Regions from separate parts of the Mus musculus genome. Here all the other regions are linked to region 1. A link is a contact called in public Hi-C, HiChIP or PLAC-seq and promoter capture Hi-C data. All regions are on one chromosome and are shown on one strand. The core of a region is the stretch at or near the end of the contact, and the rest is flanking DNA. Distances in the headings are between cores, read along the strand shown.

Region 1 (2,700 bases), core at 91-2,590:
TTCCTGTGCCTGCCAGCCACTGATCTGGAGAAATTCAGTGGTGACAGGGGTGCCTATAAGCATAAGAACAACAGATTAACACTCCCAGGGGCGAGAGTGGCAGGAACAGCTAGGACCTGTGAGTCACTGTCTCCAGTTTCCTCATCTCCGGGATCCCAGAAGCATCTTTTTTCATTTCTTTGGGGAACTGCTCTTAGCAAGGATACCTGTCTCGTCCTAACATTACCAAACTAAAAGTTTCCCTAGTGCAACTTAACAACCTCCCGTCCACGGGTCACGGTGGCCTTCTTCCCTCCTCTGCTGTCCCCAAAGTTCACCAGGCAAAGGAGAAGAGCCTCCCTGGCGCTCCGGGGAGAAGAAACTCCCTACCCTAAACCTGTCGTCGGTGGAAACTAGTTGGAAGAGTGGAGTATGGCCAGTCTAAGTAGAAGCCTCCAGCATCGCCGCCCCGCCTGCCCCGCACCCCCACTGTGAATCCCCGGGGCGCACCTTCCCAGAGGCAGGATAGGATGCTGGAAGGCGCGTCAGGGGGAGCAGGGTGGGGCGGCTCCAGGGAGTCCTCACCTGAAGTCACTGTACGGATGGATAATCCAGAAGCCTGCAGTTTTAACCCTTTCCTGCTCCTTCTCCACCGCCTTCTGGCTCCCAAACATGCGGAGGGAGAATTTGTTGACCCCAGGCTGCAGCATGGAGGTGAACTGCCTCTGCATGAAACCATACTGCCGCCGGGGCCCCTCGGCATCCTCGAAGCTGCCCGCCGGCTCCTCTCCTCCGCCGCCGTCCACCTTGAAGCACACGGAGTTGCCATGTTCCTTCCCGGCCGCGCCGCCCCCCGGCGGGGTCCCCAGGCGCTTGTCGGCCGCCACCGGCCCCGTCGCGGGCGCCTTGGAGGGGAAGACGCTGTTGCCATCGTCGCGGCTGTTGGACGCGGAGTTGGGTTTGCCGCCGCCTTCCATGCCCGGAGGACGCGACCGGCGACGGCGCGGGCTCCAGACTCGCCGGGGGCTCGAAGCCAAGGAGCAGGGGCCGGAGCCGGCTGCCCGTCGCGGCGGCAGCGGCGGCGGCGGCTACTGCTTCCCGCCCGCCCGCTGCTCCGCTGCGCGCCTGGCTCCCGCCGCCGCCGCTGCCCTCAGTGGCTGCGCTGCCGGCTCTGCCGCGCTCCGGGCTCCGCCGCGCCTGGTACTGAGGCTGAGGCTGAGGCTGCGGGCGCGGGGCGAGGCTCCTCCGCTCGGCACCCGCGCGCCAGCGCCGCCCCTCGGCTGCCCCCTGCTGGCCGCAGACCGCCTCTACCCGCGCGCGCCCCGCCGCTCGCCTGTGCCACTTCTGCCCAGCGTGACATTGAACTCCTGAGCCCGCCCCGGACGCGTATTTGTACGTTTGGAGGGAGGCTCTCTGGATGTGGGTTTGCAAAAGTGGGAGGGCAGAAAAGGGAAGGAGGGGGAGGAAAAGGGGAGGAGGGAAACGACAGAGGGAAGGAGAGATGGAAGGAGGGAGGCAGGGGGGGAGAAGGGAAAGACAGACAGACAGACAGACAGACAGACAGAGACTGAGAGAGAGCTGAACTAGCAAATTGCGTTAATTCAGAACAAAACTCCACCTAAAACACCAGAGACACTGAACGCCTGTTGGAATGATGTTACAAATAGAGAAAGGGGGTCAGGTTAATTCTGCACACTATCAATCCACTTGTAAAGCTAGGTGAAGATAAAATCAAGGAGACACGCTGAAAAAGGCATGTCGTGGAAAAGAGGGAGAGAGGGACAGAAGAGAGAAGCAAGAAGACAAGAGGGAAAAATGAAAGATGGGGGCGGGGAGGGGCACACAACTAGCAAATAGATCTTTGTAGCCCTGGATAATCAGCTGCCTGGAGCTTTTCAGATTAAGGATCTGTACCTAGGGACAGACAACTGACCTCCTTCTACTTATCCTGTTTATTCTCACACAGCTCCTTAAACGGGAATGGGGTTCCTTCCTAGGAAGGCCACTAACATCAACACACATGTGAGCAAATTTATTGGCCAGTCCTGCTGGAAAGAAAAGAAAAAAATGTGTAAGAGATAAGTGGCCTAAGATGACCTTCCTTTTAAGATAAGTTATACAATCAATAACCACACAGAGAGATAAATATGCCGCACTGTGTTCAGCAACACCAGGCTCAGAGGTCGAGATAACTTGGAATCCAGTCAGGATGCCATGAAGTATTCTCTGGTGAAGTTGACCACGTGCGACTGATGCTGAGGACAGCGATCTCAGATTTCTCTTGTTCCCTTGGTGTCTCCCCAACCCACTGGATTAGCTAATGGAAGCAAAATGTGCTGCCAAAGTTACCATTCACTCAGCAGGGCATCTTGGAAGTCTGAAGAGTTTCGAGACTATAAGCAGCCCAGAACATCTGTTCAAGATACCAGCAAGCATTACCTCCATGCCCACAGCCTCTTCAAAGCCAAGCTCACCCAGCCAAGACATAGATAGATCCTCTGATTTACTGTTTGCTAAGGTCGCATGGGAGAGAAGAGACACTTCGGGAAGAGATTCTTTGTCAGAGTGCCAACCTGTGGCACAAGATGAAAAAAAAAAACAGGTGAGGCCAATCACTTTGGGTTTTGTTCTGTTTTGTACTCGGGGAAAACCTGAAATCTGTGATGAAGCCAAGAAACAAGAGAAGCAAGAACAAGAAAGTTCATGAGTTTTCAGAGAAGC
Region 2 (2,700 bases), core at 185-2,684, 260 kb before region 1:
TAACCCACATGGGGATGTTAATACTTTCTACTGCTGTGTTCAATTCTGACCTTTTCACAAATGCATGTCATGAGAAATTAATAAAATCCCATTTCAGATATAGAAGTAACTAGGAAACTGAAATCAAACCATAGAGAAAACAAGTTTGTATAAGAACATAAACTACTTAAAACTTAGTCCTTTATGTTGAGTATTTATATAATATTCACTTTGTCACTATAAAAACATATTTTCACCTGTTTCTAGCTCTGACCGTCCACCTCAGCAAAGGTAGAATTTTCCCTTAGCATTTCATATATCTTGTGTATTGACAGAATGCCATAGCTTTCCTACTTTTTCATTTTCTAAATGGATTTCCACTGGGCTTATGATCTCTCTACCAGAGCTAAGCACTGACACTGAAAACAAACAAAATATTGATCCAACAATTTTGCTAATACATTTATAGAAAGTTGCAATCATAAAGGATATGGGAAAATACTTGTACTATTCATTGAGAAAACTAAATTTTCTCTAATAACTGTCAATACATATATACATAATATAATATATTCAGATGTTTCAACTTTATTTTACTCTACTATGTAGGAAGGATGCATTTTATTATTTGTTCCAAGTCTCATCTGATTTGCCTATCATTGTGTGATACACAAAAGATTCCAAAAGAACCATGTCTTTATGATTTTGCCAGTATTCTTTCTTCAATAATGGTCAGAACCACAAGCAAAAACATCAAGTATGATTTTTATGAATCTCTTATAACAACATATAAGATCTTATGATTATCACAATAGCTAGTGGGAACTAGAATGTCCTTTTTTATATTCATCTTGGAATGATGATATGATTCTCAGTTCCGTTAACTTGCCCATGGCCTCACTGTAAGAACATCTGTCTCTCATTTGCCTGACATACTGTTTATAGGCACAATACATTTTAGGCAGCACCTTGTTATCTTGTGTTTGGTTCACAGTAGAGTGTTTAAGAAGAAACTCAGAGCATCTTCTGCATAAATTGTTACCATTTTGATAATTGCAGTCCAAGTCAAATTATTATTAGTTCATACCTGGGAGAAACAGTATGTCACACAATGTCACCTTTACTACCCAGTGTTGCCATAATGTCATCAGTCCTTAGCACTAATTCATGATATCAGCATTTAACAAAATTGAAATTGTGTAGGAAACACTTGTCTTTTGCAAAAATCATATCAATCTCAGGATTAAGTGATCATTCTAACAGCTGTGTAATAATTATATAAATAACCAACCACACATATTAGTAAGATCTAGAGTGTGAAGGAATCACCTTAAATTGCATAAACATAGACAAAGCCTTCAGCAACAAGTAATTTCAAGTTGCTATATTGCTTATGCAATCTAAGAGATAAGCCTGGGGAATACTCTGCCGTGTAAGGTGGTGAGAAAAGACAGGAGGATTGAGCACTCAGCTATTTTTAGAAGCCTAACTCTCAACTTAAAACTCTTACCCTGTGCTCAGTGTGTTCTGTGTATTCTTAGCAGGTAATGCATCTGTTTCAGCGTCCCTTCGGGGATAATCTGTTTTGACATTTAAATCCACATAAGCTTTATACAAATGTAATATTTATAATTTACAGAATCCTTGATCAGATCCCATGAACAATTACACAGAAAATTTAAACACCAAATAATACTTAGAAGAGGCAGAATATATTTTGTTAAATTAATAAAATAATACTATAGATATTTATCTCTCTCCCTCTCTCTGTCTCTCTCTGTCTCTTTGTCTCTCTGTCTCTGTCTCTCTCTTGTGTGCTTGCATACATGTGTGTGTATGTGTGTGTGAGTGTGTGTGTCTATGAGAGAAAGAGTAATAAGAAGAGTAGGTAGAAGGAGGAAGGAGAGAGAGAGAGGTTCTTTATAAAATATTTAAAGTTCAATCTAGATTCTTCCAGGTACACCCTTGCATACTCATGGAAACTTATCTGGAAATGTGTAGCAAATAAGTACAGAAAGAAGGATACTTAAAACAAAATATGTGTCCTTAAAAAACAAAAAACAAAAAACGACTTACTGCTTTTGATTCTACAAGCATACCAAGCTGGGAAGATGTCGATTCACGCACAGTTCCCATTGTCAATGAGCTCCTTTAGATTCTCAAAAATAAGAATGAAAGTACATGGGCAAATGTTCGACTTGACATATGGCATTAATAACCCAAGAAAATAACGTGAAGCTGCTTCCCACTGAATGCCAGGCTCGGTCTCTTGAAATCATCATAAGGAAGGCAATTTACTTGCTTTCTTGTTAGAGAAAGAAACTACCCATTTTTTTTTTACTTTAAAGAAATAATTATTTTCACAGAAGTTCTGATGAAAAAAAAACCAGCACACATAAGACAACTCAACTAATATTATCTTTCATTGATTAGTCATTGTTTTTCACGAATCTTATCAAATGATCCCAGAAGTTGATCCTCGAATCCTCCTATGGAATTGTTTGCTTCCAATTCTACTATTGCCATACCCAGTACCCTCTATTTTAGGAATAAGGAACGACAACCAGCATTTCCTGAGGCAGGCATTTACTTAGTACACTTTATGTGGAAGACTGAACTAAAAATGAAACACAATGCCAATTTTGATGGTTAGTAAGTTTACATTAAAGGACACACAGATTACACATATATCATGTCTTAGTACCTCAGTATAGAAGGAAA
Region 3 (2,700 bases), core at 163-2,662, 340 kb before region 1:
ACTGATAATTAAGAAATCTTATATATTTTAAGTAATTTTTTAAATAACACACAAAAAAGAAAAGCTTTACAAAGAAATGAGACATCATGTAATTATATACACTGTATGTTATGTTTGCATCTAACTCATTGTGCATTTCTTCATTTTTTAATGTTGAAAATTTCAAAATCTTTTATTATGGTAAAATACTATTATATTTATAAAATTATTTAGCATCACACCTGGAACCTTAAGACTAGTTATTTAGAGAATATTGATTTCATAAAACTCTAGAATATCAGTTCATATATATTTGTGTGTGTGTTTATATGTGCATGTAGTGAAGTGAATATAATTTAAAAGATTGAAGCTGTATTTCAGTTGAAAATCCTTTAAGATTACTTATTCCTTCCACACAGCCCATCCTCGACTGTGCACATTGACTTAGGCTGTGTTTCAGTGCTACCACGTTTAGGTAAACACAATCAGGAGAATGCACACATTTTTCAGTTGACATGAGCATCAAATCAATGAACTCTTGGCAGTGTCCTCATGCATATATCTTGCTTTATATGACATTGGCCCTTTCGCATATTTAATGCTTAACACACAGGACATACTAGAAACCATGTACTGTTCTAAATGCTTTAGATATATTGAATTATCTAGTTCCTTGTGCAAACCTAATGTGGGGAGAATTACGATTAATCCAAATTTACAGATATGAAACTGAGTCTTGGAGACACCATCCTCCTCTTCTCTAAGACCCAGGCCCATGTTCATTATCCCGCTCCCTCTCAACATATTTTAAGAAACCTCAAAGCATAGCCATCTTTATTTATTTTACCTGACTTCTTGTGAAAAATGCTAGATGAGTGGCATAAACTCAACATCCTAAATAATGATAAAGATAAGGCACATTCTCTTTAAAAAAAATAACATGGACTTAAGTATAGTTAGGAATATTTTACATGTTTAGACACCTAAAATTAAAGAGTTGGCCAAGCACATTTACTCCCCCCGCAAATGTCATTCCAATGAATTGTTCAGCTTGAAGTCACCATAGGAGGTGTCTGACTTAATAATCTCATTTTACAGAATATAGTCTTGAGCTCTTGGACTTCAGACAAATTGCTCAGAGACATGCATTTAGTTCCTCCCCACGGCCCCGGGACTCGAGCCTGGCTCTGTGGATGCTGAGCATACAGCCACATCATGCTGCTTGGTAATCTTTTTATAGATTAGGTCCTAAATATAGACTTTGGTAATTTAATTTGGAATATCATGAGAGAGGAAGCATCAACCAATAAAATGTGCTGAAGCTCCTCCAACAGGTGACGCATATCGAATCAAGGTCAGCCGGTGATGCTGATGCAAGGTGAGAGCTATTTGGACCTTCCAATGTGCAGTGAGGTCTAAATCTAAGAGTTACATGTAAGGTGATCCATAATGAACTGCCTCCATCTATTGTCAGCACAGGTGGAAGGCCACACAGAAAAGAAGCCAGCCAGAGATGGAGTTGAAATGAGGGCACAGTGAGAAACCAGCCATCTGTCCACCAGCAGTGCAGCTCGGCAGGGCAGCAGCAGGGCCTTCCAAATGAGCCTACTCAAACAGCAGAGTTCTGAGTCAGGGCTTTAATCACAAGTAGTGCTTCCTTTATATATATACATATATATATATATATATATATATATATATATATATATATATGTGTGTGTGTGTGTGTGTGTGTGTGTGTGTATGTATGTATGTATATATCATATATATATATATATATATATATATATATATATATATATATATTCATGCAGTATATTCTGATCATGGTTGTCCCTCATCCAACCCCAACCTAGGTCCTCCCAACCTTCCCTCCCACCCAAAGCCACACCCTTTATTTCTCTTTTTTTGTTAGAAAACAAACAGGTGTCGAAAATAACAATAAAATAAAAACAAACAAGAATAGAATAAAACAAAGAAAATTAGCCAAAAAGAAAACCTAAGAAATACACATAGACATACTCTCTCCGTGTTTCTTTATGTACTTATGAGAGATCTCTGTAAGGATGTGTTAAACTGAAATACCACACAGTGTCAAAGACCTGAGCGTCTTGTATACCTGCATGACTCTGTACATTAAAATGTTCTTTTGAGAAAGACAAAGACTCTTTCATTGCTTCCAAATCTAAACTTTGTGTCTTGAAGGATGATTATTATTTCAACTATATTGAGGTTTGGTCTTGTTGTTAATTAAAATGCTAAGTGTAGGCTCCCAAGCCCTGGAATCTGGATGTAGACCTGTGTGACCCTAGCTTCAAATTTTTTCTGATTGGTAAATAAAGATGCTGACAGCCAATAGCTGAGCAGAAGAGATAGGTGGGGTTTAGGATTTCCAGCTTGGGGTTGGAGGAAAACAAGGAGGAAAGAAGTCTTTGGAGGAGGAGAGAGAAGCTGCCATGGCTTAGGTAAGCCATAAAAACATGGCCTTGAGGTCTGGCCAATTGGAGTTAAGAGAAGCTGAAATGAAACATAGTAAGTAATAACTTGGGGCTATCGATAGGAAAATCGATTCTAACAGCATAGAGGGTAAGTATCTGTCCAGTTCTTGTGCTGCTTATGGCTTATTGTAAATATAAAAGTTGTTTGTGTGTCTTCTGTCCAGGAACTAAATAATCAAAGAAAGAGTAGAAACCCCGGGCTGGGATTAAAATTTTTTTACAA
Region 4 (2,700 bases), core at 136-2,635, 400 kb before region 1:
ACATCAGTTGCACTCACTATGTAACCCAACATAAATTCAAGCAAATTTACACCAAAAACTGCATAAGGATACTTTAAATAAATGTATTCATAATTCCCAAAACATGGAATCTTCCAACATGTTTGACATTGGAAAATCATCAGAGTGCACTTAGACAGTAAGATATTTAGCACTTAATAGAAAGGAGTTGTCAAGTCATGAAGTGATATGGAAGAGACTTAAAAGAATATTATCAAGTGAAACAAGTTAATATGCAGAGGTGATATATTAGAAGACTCCATATAAGTGACATTTTGAAAAAATACAGGCAAAAATTTTTTTAAGATGAGGTGAAAATATCAGTTATCAGAAGTTTGTAGGTTGACGAGAAGGATGGTATGGAGAGAGACACAGGCTGTTCAGAGCAGTGCAATCGGTCTCTGTATACTCTAAAAGTTGGCCTTAAGTCATACGGTTATAACCCAAAGAACGTTCAACAACAAGTAACATCTCATGTAATAGATAGGCTTTAGGTAACAAGCCTAAACAAGGATTATCTGTGTAATTGTTCATTGTGTACTGGCTGATTTTCAACTTGACACAAGCTGTTGTAGTTATCACAGAGAAAGGAGCCTCCCTTGAGAAAATGCCTCCATGAGATCCAGCTGTAAGGTATTTTCTCAATTAGTGATCAATGGGGGAGGACCCATTGTGGGTGTTGCCATCCCTGGGCTGGTAGTCCTGGGTTCTGTAAGAAAGCAAGCTAAGGAAGCCAGGGGAAGCAATGTAAGCAGTACCCCTCCTTGTCCTCTGCATCAGCTCCTGCCTCCAAGTTCTTGCCCTATGTGAATTTCTATCCTGACTTCCTCTGGTGATGAACAGCAATGTGGAAGTGTAAGCTGAATAAACCCTATCCTCCCCAACTTGCTTCTTGCTTATGTTTTATGCAGGATTACAAACCCTGACTAAGATGCATTGTAACAAAATGCCCCAGTCTGGTACTGATATCTATACTAAGGAACCTATATTAGAAGTCATATAGTCATATTTTTCTTGTTAGCAGAATAAAATAAAAAAAGACCTAACTACTGCTATTTCATTTGGGTGTTTTCTATTCTTAAACTAATTATTTAAGTTTTCCCGAGTCTTGGTTTTCTGGCTTGAAAATATAGACCACAAAAATCGACTGGACAATTGGAAGATATAATGGTTGGTATTATTGTCAATTTTAATCTAGATGACCTGGGAGACAGGACTCTGGGAAAGCCTTTGAGGAATTATTGTGGTAAGTGTTGTGACAAGATATTCCATCTGTGGCTGGGATCAGAAAATATACAGCTAAAAAAAAATGGGAGCAGAGCAGAACACACTTTCATTATGTTCTTTTCTCATTACACATGTGTTTGTAATTATTTCAATTACTTCAAATTCCTGCTCCCAGGATGACTCCCATAGTATGATGACCATACCCTTGAACCATGTGGCAGAATAAATATTTTTTCCCCTAAAGTTTCTTTTTTTTTTCTGAATATTTTATCATGGCAATAGGAAAATAAACTAAGAAGACTTCAAAAAGATAATTTGTAAAACATTAATAGATACTATAGTTAAAATAGTAAGTATATTTTCTTTATAAATATTCTTTTAATTTTTTAAACTGGTCCCCTGTGGGGCTGAGATGGGGGAGGGATCTTTATTTAAATTCTCCTAAGTCACAAAGGCAGCTGTGTAGCAATCTTCAGATCTCTTTCCTCAGGTCAGTGCTTGCTTTAGGCTTCTCTAAAGTCTCCTCTCTCCATGTGCTTTCCAATTCATTAGCAGTGTATGTTGTCTGCCTCTGATTTACCACAGTCTTAATTAACTCAGTTCTGGAGTTTTCCCTGTGCTGCCTCCTGTTTTTCTCTCCTCCTCTCCCAATCTTTTTACTGTGCACCTGGATTCTGCATTCTTCTATAAACACTTGATGTGATATGCATCATGATTGAGCCAGAATATAGCTCCTTTTACCTCTACAGAAGGAAATGTGCATCTGCTTCTAAGCACAAGCACAAATTCATTCCTGCCAGGTGATCATACATTGATCAAGAGAATTCCTTCTGTTTTTTTTTCTTTCTGTTCTTTTTCTTTCTGTTTTTTTAATTAGATATTTTCTTCATTTACATTTCAAATGCTATCTCCTTTCCTAATTTCTCCTCCAAAAATTCCCTATACCCTCCCCCTCCCCCTGCTCCCCAACCACCAACTTGAGCTTCCTGGCCCAGGCATTCCCTTATACTGGGGCATGGAATCTTCTGAAGACCAAAGGCCACTCCTCCCATTGATGGCTGACTAGGCCATCCTCTGCTCCATATGCAGGTAGGGAGATGAGCTCTGGGGGGTACTGGTTAGTTCATATTGTTGTTCCTCCTATAGGGCTACAGACCCATTCACCTCATTGGGTACTTTCTCTAGCTCCTTCATTAGGGACCCTATGTTCCATCCAATAGATGACTGTGAGCATCCATTTCTGTATTTGCCAGGCACTGGCAGAGCCTCACAGGAAACAGCTATATCAGGGTCCTGTCAGTAAAATCTTGTTGGTATGTGAAATAGTGTCTGGGTTTGGTGGTTGTTTTTGGGATGAATCCCCAGGTGGGGCAGTCTCTTGATGGTCTTTCCTTCAGTCTCAGCTCTGAACTTTGTCTCTGTAACTCCTTCCATGGGTATTTGGTTCCCTATTCT
Region 5 (2,700 bases), core at 125-2,624, 420 kb before region 1:
TCCCATGGATTGAGGGGCCCGACTGAGTACAGTCCTGGGCACTTTCCTAGTTTTCCCTCCAAAACTTCCCTATCCCCTCCCCCATCGCCCTACTCCCCAATCCACCCACTCCCACTTCCTGGCCCTGGCCCCTATACTGGGGCATAGAACCTTCACAGGACCAAGGGCCTCTCCTCCCATTGATGACCTATTAGGCCATCCTCTTCTACATATGCAGATGGAGCAATGAGTCCCACCACATGTTTTCTTTGATTGGTGGTGTAGTCCCTGGCAGCTCTGGGGGGTACTGGTTAGTTCATAATGTTGTTTTTCCTATGGGACTGCAAACCCCTTCAGCTCCTTGGATACTTTCTCTAGCTCCTTCATAGGGGACCCTGGACCTGGACCTTTCTACCTGTAGATGGTCCAATAGACCCTGGACAACAAAGAAATGGCCAACTTGACCAACATCCCCATCCCCAGTTTCTTAGGTTTCCCAGAAACATGTTACTCCAAAGTCAGCAGGAAGCAGCTAAAGATCACCATGACCCTACTTGCTTCACCATCACCTCTTTCTAGTTTCTATTTTTAATTAAACCAAAATGGAGGAATGTTAGCATGTTGGCATCCCTTCTAGGGTCCGCTTAACAATTAACTAGCAACAACTAGGTAGGAGCCTGGCTTGCTATAAAAAGATTGTTTGGCCTCTCACACTCCCCCACCTCCCATCTCTGCCTCTGTCTGGTTTTCCTCTGGCTTCTCTCTCTCCTTCCCTCTCCCCTTCTCTCTCTCCACCAGTTCCTGTCCAGCCTCCTCTTCCTCTCTCTCTCTCTCTCTCTCTCTCTCTGTCCACGTCTGTCCCTTCTCTTTCTCTGCCTCTACTCCCTTCTCAACCATCCTGCCCATGCCCCCAAATAAACTTCATTTTATACTAGACTCTTTGTGTGACTTATACCTGGGGGGAAGAGGATGACTCAGCACGGGCCCATTAAGGTACCAGTCCTAATCCCACTGCATCATACTACATTTTACAAAACATATCAAAAAGGTATATGTGTCTCTTTAGAATATCTTCATCTCTGCTAGACTAGTTATATTTTTTGTCTTAGCACCTGAATCTTGTGGTGGGATATGTTTATAGCTTAGAGAAAAATAATAAACAGAATGCAAGTAGGGACCAAAGTGGCAACATATTTAGTTCCTACTAGTCATAGTGAGAACCATTTTTAATAACCTCTTGTCTTTTTGTCACCTTTGAAATGGCAACTCAATGTCACGGCCTTCACAAAGGGTCTTGTCACAACCTAGACTGTCATCTAGCTTATGATCCTCCAGTCTCACCTTCACACTGTAGTAGCTAAGTACTCCATCACTGAGGTCTGAGGCCAGCCCTGTGTGTAACTAGAGATTGTTTAGACAATACAAGGAATTCTAGGAATGCAAAAGATCCAGTATGTTATCTCACACCTACAGAGGAAATTGTCCACAAAAAGAAACTGTGGCTTTTGCTTATTAAAGGCCCTGCCTCCCCTTTAAGCTTAGGTGGCAGTCTCAAATCCCACCAAGGAGATTGGTCAGCTGCAACTTAGATATAATTCTTAAATTAAACCTCAATAGAGTTTAGGTAGTCTCCCTGGTGGCCTTGAATTCCACAACAGCACATGCCAGGTTTCTCAGCAAGCACTACCATACCCAGTGGGACTTGATTTCAGTTCTAATTTCTCATAACCTATACTTTATGTCATGCCCAGCCACTGGTCCTCAATAAGCCAGCTAAAACAGCTAAATGAAAGGCAGAAAGCAGAAAATGATTTTTCGATGTGGTCACATTGGGAAGAGTGACAAAGAGAGCCAGCAAACCCCTCAACTTTGACTTGAGGATTTTGAAGATATTAAGATCATAGGCTATGAACATCTAAGCAGTCCTACTTAAGCAGGACTTAAGTGGGCCCTCCTACCATTATTTGGTTTTCAGTCTTATCCAGTAAGATTGTTTGACAAGCTGTTAGAACTGTTTTAAATTTCTCTGGAACCCTGTTCTGGCCAGTCTTGTATCAGAATGACACACAAACAAGAGGTGTCTGAAGATGTGGGAAGGGAGGGCTTAATTGAAAAAACAAAACAAAACAAAACAAACAGCAACAACAACAAAGTCTCCATGAGACCCTGCTGTAAGGCATTTTCTTAACTAGTGATTAATGGGGGAGGGACCAGCCCATTGTGGGTAGTTCCATCCCTGTGCTGGTGGTCCTGTGTTCTATAAGAAAGCAGGCTGAGCAAGCCATGGGATATAAGGCAGTAAGCAGCACCCCTCCATGGACTCTGCATCAGCTCCTGCCTCTAGGATCCTACCATAACTGAGTTCCTGCCCTGACTTCCCTCAGTGACAAACAGCAATACAGAAGAGTAAGCTGCATAAACTCTTTCTGCCCCAAATTGCTCTCTGGTTGTGTCTCACTACAGCAACAGACACACCCTTTCTATCTCCCAGCATAAAATGTCTGGGGAAATTCCCTTTTCTTCAAGATTCATTGTTTTAATAGTACAAGTAACTCTTTAAAATATCTCTACTTCCATAGGAACAATAATATAGATGGAAAGAATGAAAAAAAACCCATAATTTTCCATTTATTTTTCTAGTGAATCTTACATTATATCTGGTGAAAATTAAAATCAACATTTGTTTTCCTCATTTAAATAGTGAAGATAGCAAAGGGAAAA
Region 6 (2,700 bases), core at 35-2,534, 380 kb after region 1:
GTTTAACCAATCTACATGCTATAACCTCATGGAAATAATTTATAATAGCGCAAAACCTTGTGTGGAATAATGTCTGGATTTAGTTCCCAGTAAAGCCAGTCTTTCAACTGCTTAAGAAAGTTAGTGGTGACTTAAATGGGAGCTAACCTGCCACAGACACAGGAACTTGCACTGAAAAGCATTGGATCGCTTGCAACACATAAAGTATAAAAAGGTGAGTTAAGGTGGCAAAATAGATCTTGACCCGGTAATGTTTTTCACGGAAATCCTTCTGTCCGCATGCCGTAAACACGCAACCCAACACCCTTGAAAAATGTTTTGTTTTTATAAAGATTGTTATGAAAAGACAACACACACGTCTAATTTTCTTATCTGGGCTTGTTTGAGTTGGCTGGCTATCGCGATTTTTACCCTCTGCTCTAAAAATCATACTCAATTTCAACACCTGCCAGGAGGAAAGGTGATACGAGAGCCTCGCTGTGGCTCTAATGAAGGGAGCCGGCCTCGCGGAATGTGGACTCATAATCATGCCACACTAGCAGAAGCCCCCAGTCTCCCCCGCACAAACCCACGCACTCTATTTGCCCACTTCCTAGGAAAAATCCGACCCTGTCTCACTACCAGCTCCCAGGATCAAACTGAGCTTTACTGGGACGGGATCATCCCTATACCCGGCGGATGCGGAGCCACCCGGGCTCCCACGTTTCCTCCTTGGGTAACCCGCGCCCAGCCAATGAAAGGCCACCCCCCTCTCCGCTCCGTAGCCGCCTGCGCCTGCATCCCCGCGGCCCCTGCGCGAGCGGCAAGGGATGTCGTCGGGCTGGAGGGTCGCCGCCACTGAGCCTCTTCCGGTGAACCCAGAGCCCTCCCCGCGCCAGCCCCCCGAACCCCCCAGGTACCTGTGGGATCGCCCTCAGCCGGATCAGGGCGCGTCGCCGCCAGAAGACATAGAAGGAGGAGCGGGTAACCAGGCGCCACAAGCGCCCTCAGGCCAGTGTGCGAGCGCATGGCGCGGGCGGGTCTGTCCAGGAGGTCGCTAAGGCACCCTCAGCTCGCTGCGATCCGTCTCCGTTGGTCCCTGTGTACACTTGCTGGTAACTGGGCGCCCACTGCCAGTCCTGGGGACAGGACACTCGAGAATAAACCGAGTGGGAGGGGCCCGGCCGCCCTGGCCTCCACCCCCGAGACGCTCCCAGCGCAATTGCGCCGGCCTTCCATCAATTATGCAGCCCGCAGCCCGCTACCGGCGCGCCCGGATGTGCTGTGCAACCTCGGCGCCGAATCCTCTCCCGCCCCCACCCTCTGGCTAACACAGGTTGGGGAGGGACCTAGCTCCTGGAGCCAGCCAGGTGTGTGTACCCCATCACCTCCCGGAGGGGTTGCAACTCCCCACAGAGTGTTCTTTCCATCCGTTGGATGGGTTCACACATTTACTTTGATGTGACAGGTGAAAAGGACCGGATAGTTCTGCTCCTATACATCTTTGGATGTGCAAAGGTTTCTTCTTACCAGACCGAGGGCGCTATTCAGTGCCCCCAAGCCCGGTACTTAAATTAATGTTTCTCAGAGCTTTCTATTAGTCGTGCATACCCTCCCCCTCTGAAGGTTTGGCCAGTTCCCTCCGGATTAAGATTTCAGAGTCCCTAGGCCCCACAGTGTGTTTCCCTTTGTTTGCTTGCGGCAACAGCTCTCCTGGCGCCAAAGAGCTCACCAAACAAAAACTAAGTTAAGGGGATTCTGTGTAAATGGCAGAAGGCCATTCATCTTTGTCAAACATTGTGGAATACAATGTTATCTCTTACCCACGCGGGGCCGGAGGTTGAAGTTTCTTACTCTCCTATCAAATAAATTGAGATAGTTCAAAACAATTGTTTTCCTATTCAGCGGGAAAGGCGTCTAGGTTAAAACTAGTGAGCCTTAAATCCGGGGCACTCAGCAAGCCCTACTTAGTAGCCCTTTGTCCCTTAGGAACCTCCACTCAGGTAAAACTGAAGGAAGGAATTAAAGAATGATGTGGTATGAAGCAGAGCTGGAGTTAATTAAAAAGAGGGTTTTCTCAGAGTAGATTTAAATATGAGGGCTAATAACAATAAGACACATCCAAGACCAGGTGCATGGGTTTCAGAGCTGTGTTTTAACAGTAACCATAAAGACCATTTTGGTGGCTCCCAAGTTACAACTCAAAGGGGCTGCTAAGAGCCCCTCCCCCCATCCCTCCTTTTTGTAGGGTGGCTACAGGGGCGCCTTTCGTGGAGTTACAGTCTGATAAGATCAAAACATGGACTGCAAGCGTTCTACCGGATAGTTAAGACATTTCCTTTTGTTGTAAATGGGGTTGCAGGTGAGATTCCTGGAAAACTGTGGGCTTATACATGGAGAAGAAGAAAAGTCATGTCATTTACGCTGAGGGCATTAAACGCGACCCGTAGCAATTTTTACCTTTTTGTTTGAGGTCTCTATGAAGATAATAGTGTCTCTGTGTAACACAGCAAATACTAGTTGTGATGGAATGCTTGCCTGAGGTGGGGGCAGGTCTATTATTATTATTATTATTATTATTATTATTATTATTATTATTATATATGAGTACATTGTAGCTGTCTTCAGACCACCAGAAGAGGGCATCAGATCTCATTACAGATGATTGTGAGCCACCATGTGGTTGCTGGGATTTGAACTCAGAACCTCTGGAAGAACAGT

Evidence for each region. Promoter capture Hi-C pulls out the DNA fragments that hold promoters and counts their contacts. A called contact is a pair of places that touch in the nucleus more often than the background predicts. HiChIP or PLAC-seq counts read pairs in DNA pulled down with a chosen protein or histone mark.
Region 2: a Hi-C map of rod photoreceptor shows a contact between it and region 1, with 3 times the contacts expected there. The contact joins the enhancer-like site here to the promoter of Hcn1 in region 1. A contact is called at or near these places in 6 of 39 promoter capture datasets (the 3T3-L1 cell line, cranial neural crest, hematopoietic stem and progenitor cells and 3 more), 4 of 484 Hi-C or Micro-C datasets (cortical neurons, olfactory sensory neurons, rod photoreceptor and 1 more) and 1 of 9 other capture datasets (embryonic stem cells).
Region 3: a contact with region 1 is called in a Hi-C map of cerebellum, with 2.9 times the contacts expected there. The contact joins the enhancer-like site here to the promoter of Hcn1 in region 1. A contact is called at or near these places in 6 of 39 promoter capture datasets (the C10 cell line, embryonic stem cells, hippocampal neurons and 2 more), 6 of 484 Hi-C or Micro-C datasets (the AtT-20 cell line, brain, cerebellar granule neurons and 2 more), 3 of 115 datasets of contacts at active chromatin or transcription factors (forebrain, neural progenitor cells and stem cell-derived neural progenitor cells) and 1 of 9 other capture datasets (embryonic stem cells).
Region 4: a promoter capture Hi-C map of second pharyngeal arch cranial neural crest shows a contact between it and region 1, with 4 times the contacts expected there. The contact joins the enhancer-like site here to the promoter of Hcn1 in region 1. A contact is called at or near these places in 18 of 39 promoter capture datasets (the 3T3-L1 cell line, 3T3-L1-derived adipocytes, the C10 cell line and 12 more) and 2 of 9 other capture datasets (embryonic stem cells and macrophages).
Region 5: a contact with region 1 is called in an H3K27ac HiChIP or PLAC-seq map of embryonic stem cells, with 3 times the contacts expected there. The contact joins the enhancer-like site here to the promoter of Hcn1 in region 1. A contact is called at or near these places in 17 of 39 promoter capture datasets (the 3T3-L1 cell line, 3T3-L1-derived adipocytes, the C10 cell line and 12 more), 1 of 484 Hi-C or Micro-C datasets (bone marrow-derived macrophages), 7 of 115 datasets of contacts at active chromatin or transcription factors (SST interneurons, differentiating embryonic stem cells, embryonic stem cells and 2 more) and 1 of 9 other capture datasets (macrophages).
Region 6: an HNF4G HiChIP or PLAC-seq map of pancreatic cancer cells shows a contact between it and region 1. The contact joins the promoter of Emb here to the promoter of Hcn1 in region 1. A contact is called at or near these places in 5 of 39 promoter capture datasets (cranial neural crest, embryonic stem cells, pre-B cells and 2 more), 4 of 484 Hi-C or Micro-C datasets (all in embryonic stem cells) and 1 of 115 datasets of contacts at active chromatin or transcription factors (pancreatic cancer cells).

What each region holds. Positions count from the first base shown.
Region 1 is chr13:117,600,960-117,603,659 of GRCm38.p6, reverse strand. It overlaps Hcn1 (hyperpolarization activated cyclic nucleotide gated potassium channel 1), which reads right to left and starts at 1,340. Exons shown (of 8, transcript NM_010408.3): 1 at 565-1,340. The coding sequence starts at 956.
Region 2 is chr13:117,857,370-117,860,069 of GRCm38.p6, reverse strand. All of the region lies in intron 3 of Hcn1 (hyperpolarization activated cyclic nucleotide gated potassium channel 1), which reads right to left. Among named protein-coding and RNA genes, the nearest start is that of Gm3474, 100 kb to the left of the region's middle. Within about 2 kb of position 1,434, at least 4 of the 459 cell types and tissues checked have an H3K27ac peak or open chromatin away from gene starts, as enhancers often do. A contact at or near this core is called in olfactory sensory neurons and rod photoreceptor, where this site is marked.
Region 3 is chr13:117,939,518-117,942,217 of GRCm38.p6, reverse strand. The region is part of intron 6 of Hcn1 (hyperpolarization activated cyclic nucleotide gated potassium channel 1); the gene reads right to left. Among named protein-coding and RNA genes, the nearest start is that of Gm3474, 18 kb to the left of the region's middle. Within about 2 kb of position 1,412, at least 10 of the 459 cell types and tissues checked have an H3K27ac peak or open chromatin away from gene starts, as enhancers often do. A contact at or near this core is called in the AtT-20 cell line and cerebellum, where this site is marked.
Region 4 is chr13:118,004,051-118,006,750 of GRCm38.p6, reverse strand. No RefSeq gene overlaps it. Among named protein-coding and RNA genes, the nearest start is that of Gm26349, 31 kb to the left of the region's middle. Within about 2 kb of position 1,385, at least 2 of the 459 cell types and tissues checked have an H3K27ac peak or open chromatin away from gene starts, as enhancers often do. A contact at or near this core is called in second pharyngeal arch cranial neural crest, where this site is marked.
Region 5 is chr13:118,020,060-118,022,759 of GRCm38.p6, reverse strand. No RefSeq gene overlaps it. Among named protein-coding and RNA genes, the nearest start is that of Gm26349, 15 kb to the left of the region's middle. Within about 2 kb of position 1,374, at least 17 of the 459 cell types and tissues checked have an H3K27ac peak or open chromatin away from gene starts, as enhancers often do. A contact at or near this core is called in embryonic stem cells, where this site is marked.
Region 6 is chr13:117,219,157-117,221,856 of GRCm38.p6, reverse strand. Emb (embigin) reads right to left here and starts at 1,284. Exons shown (of 9, transcript NM_010330.4): 1 at 900-1,284. The coding sequence starts at 1,008.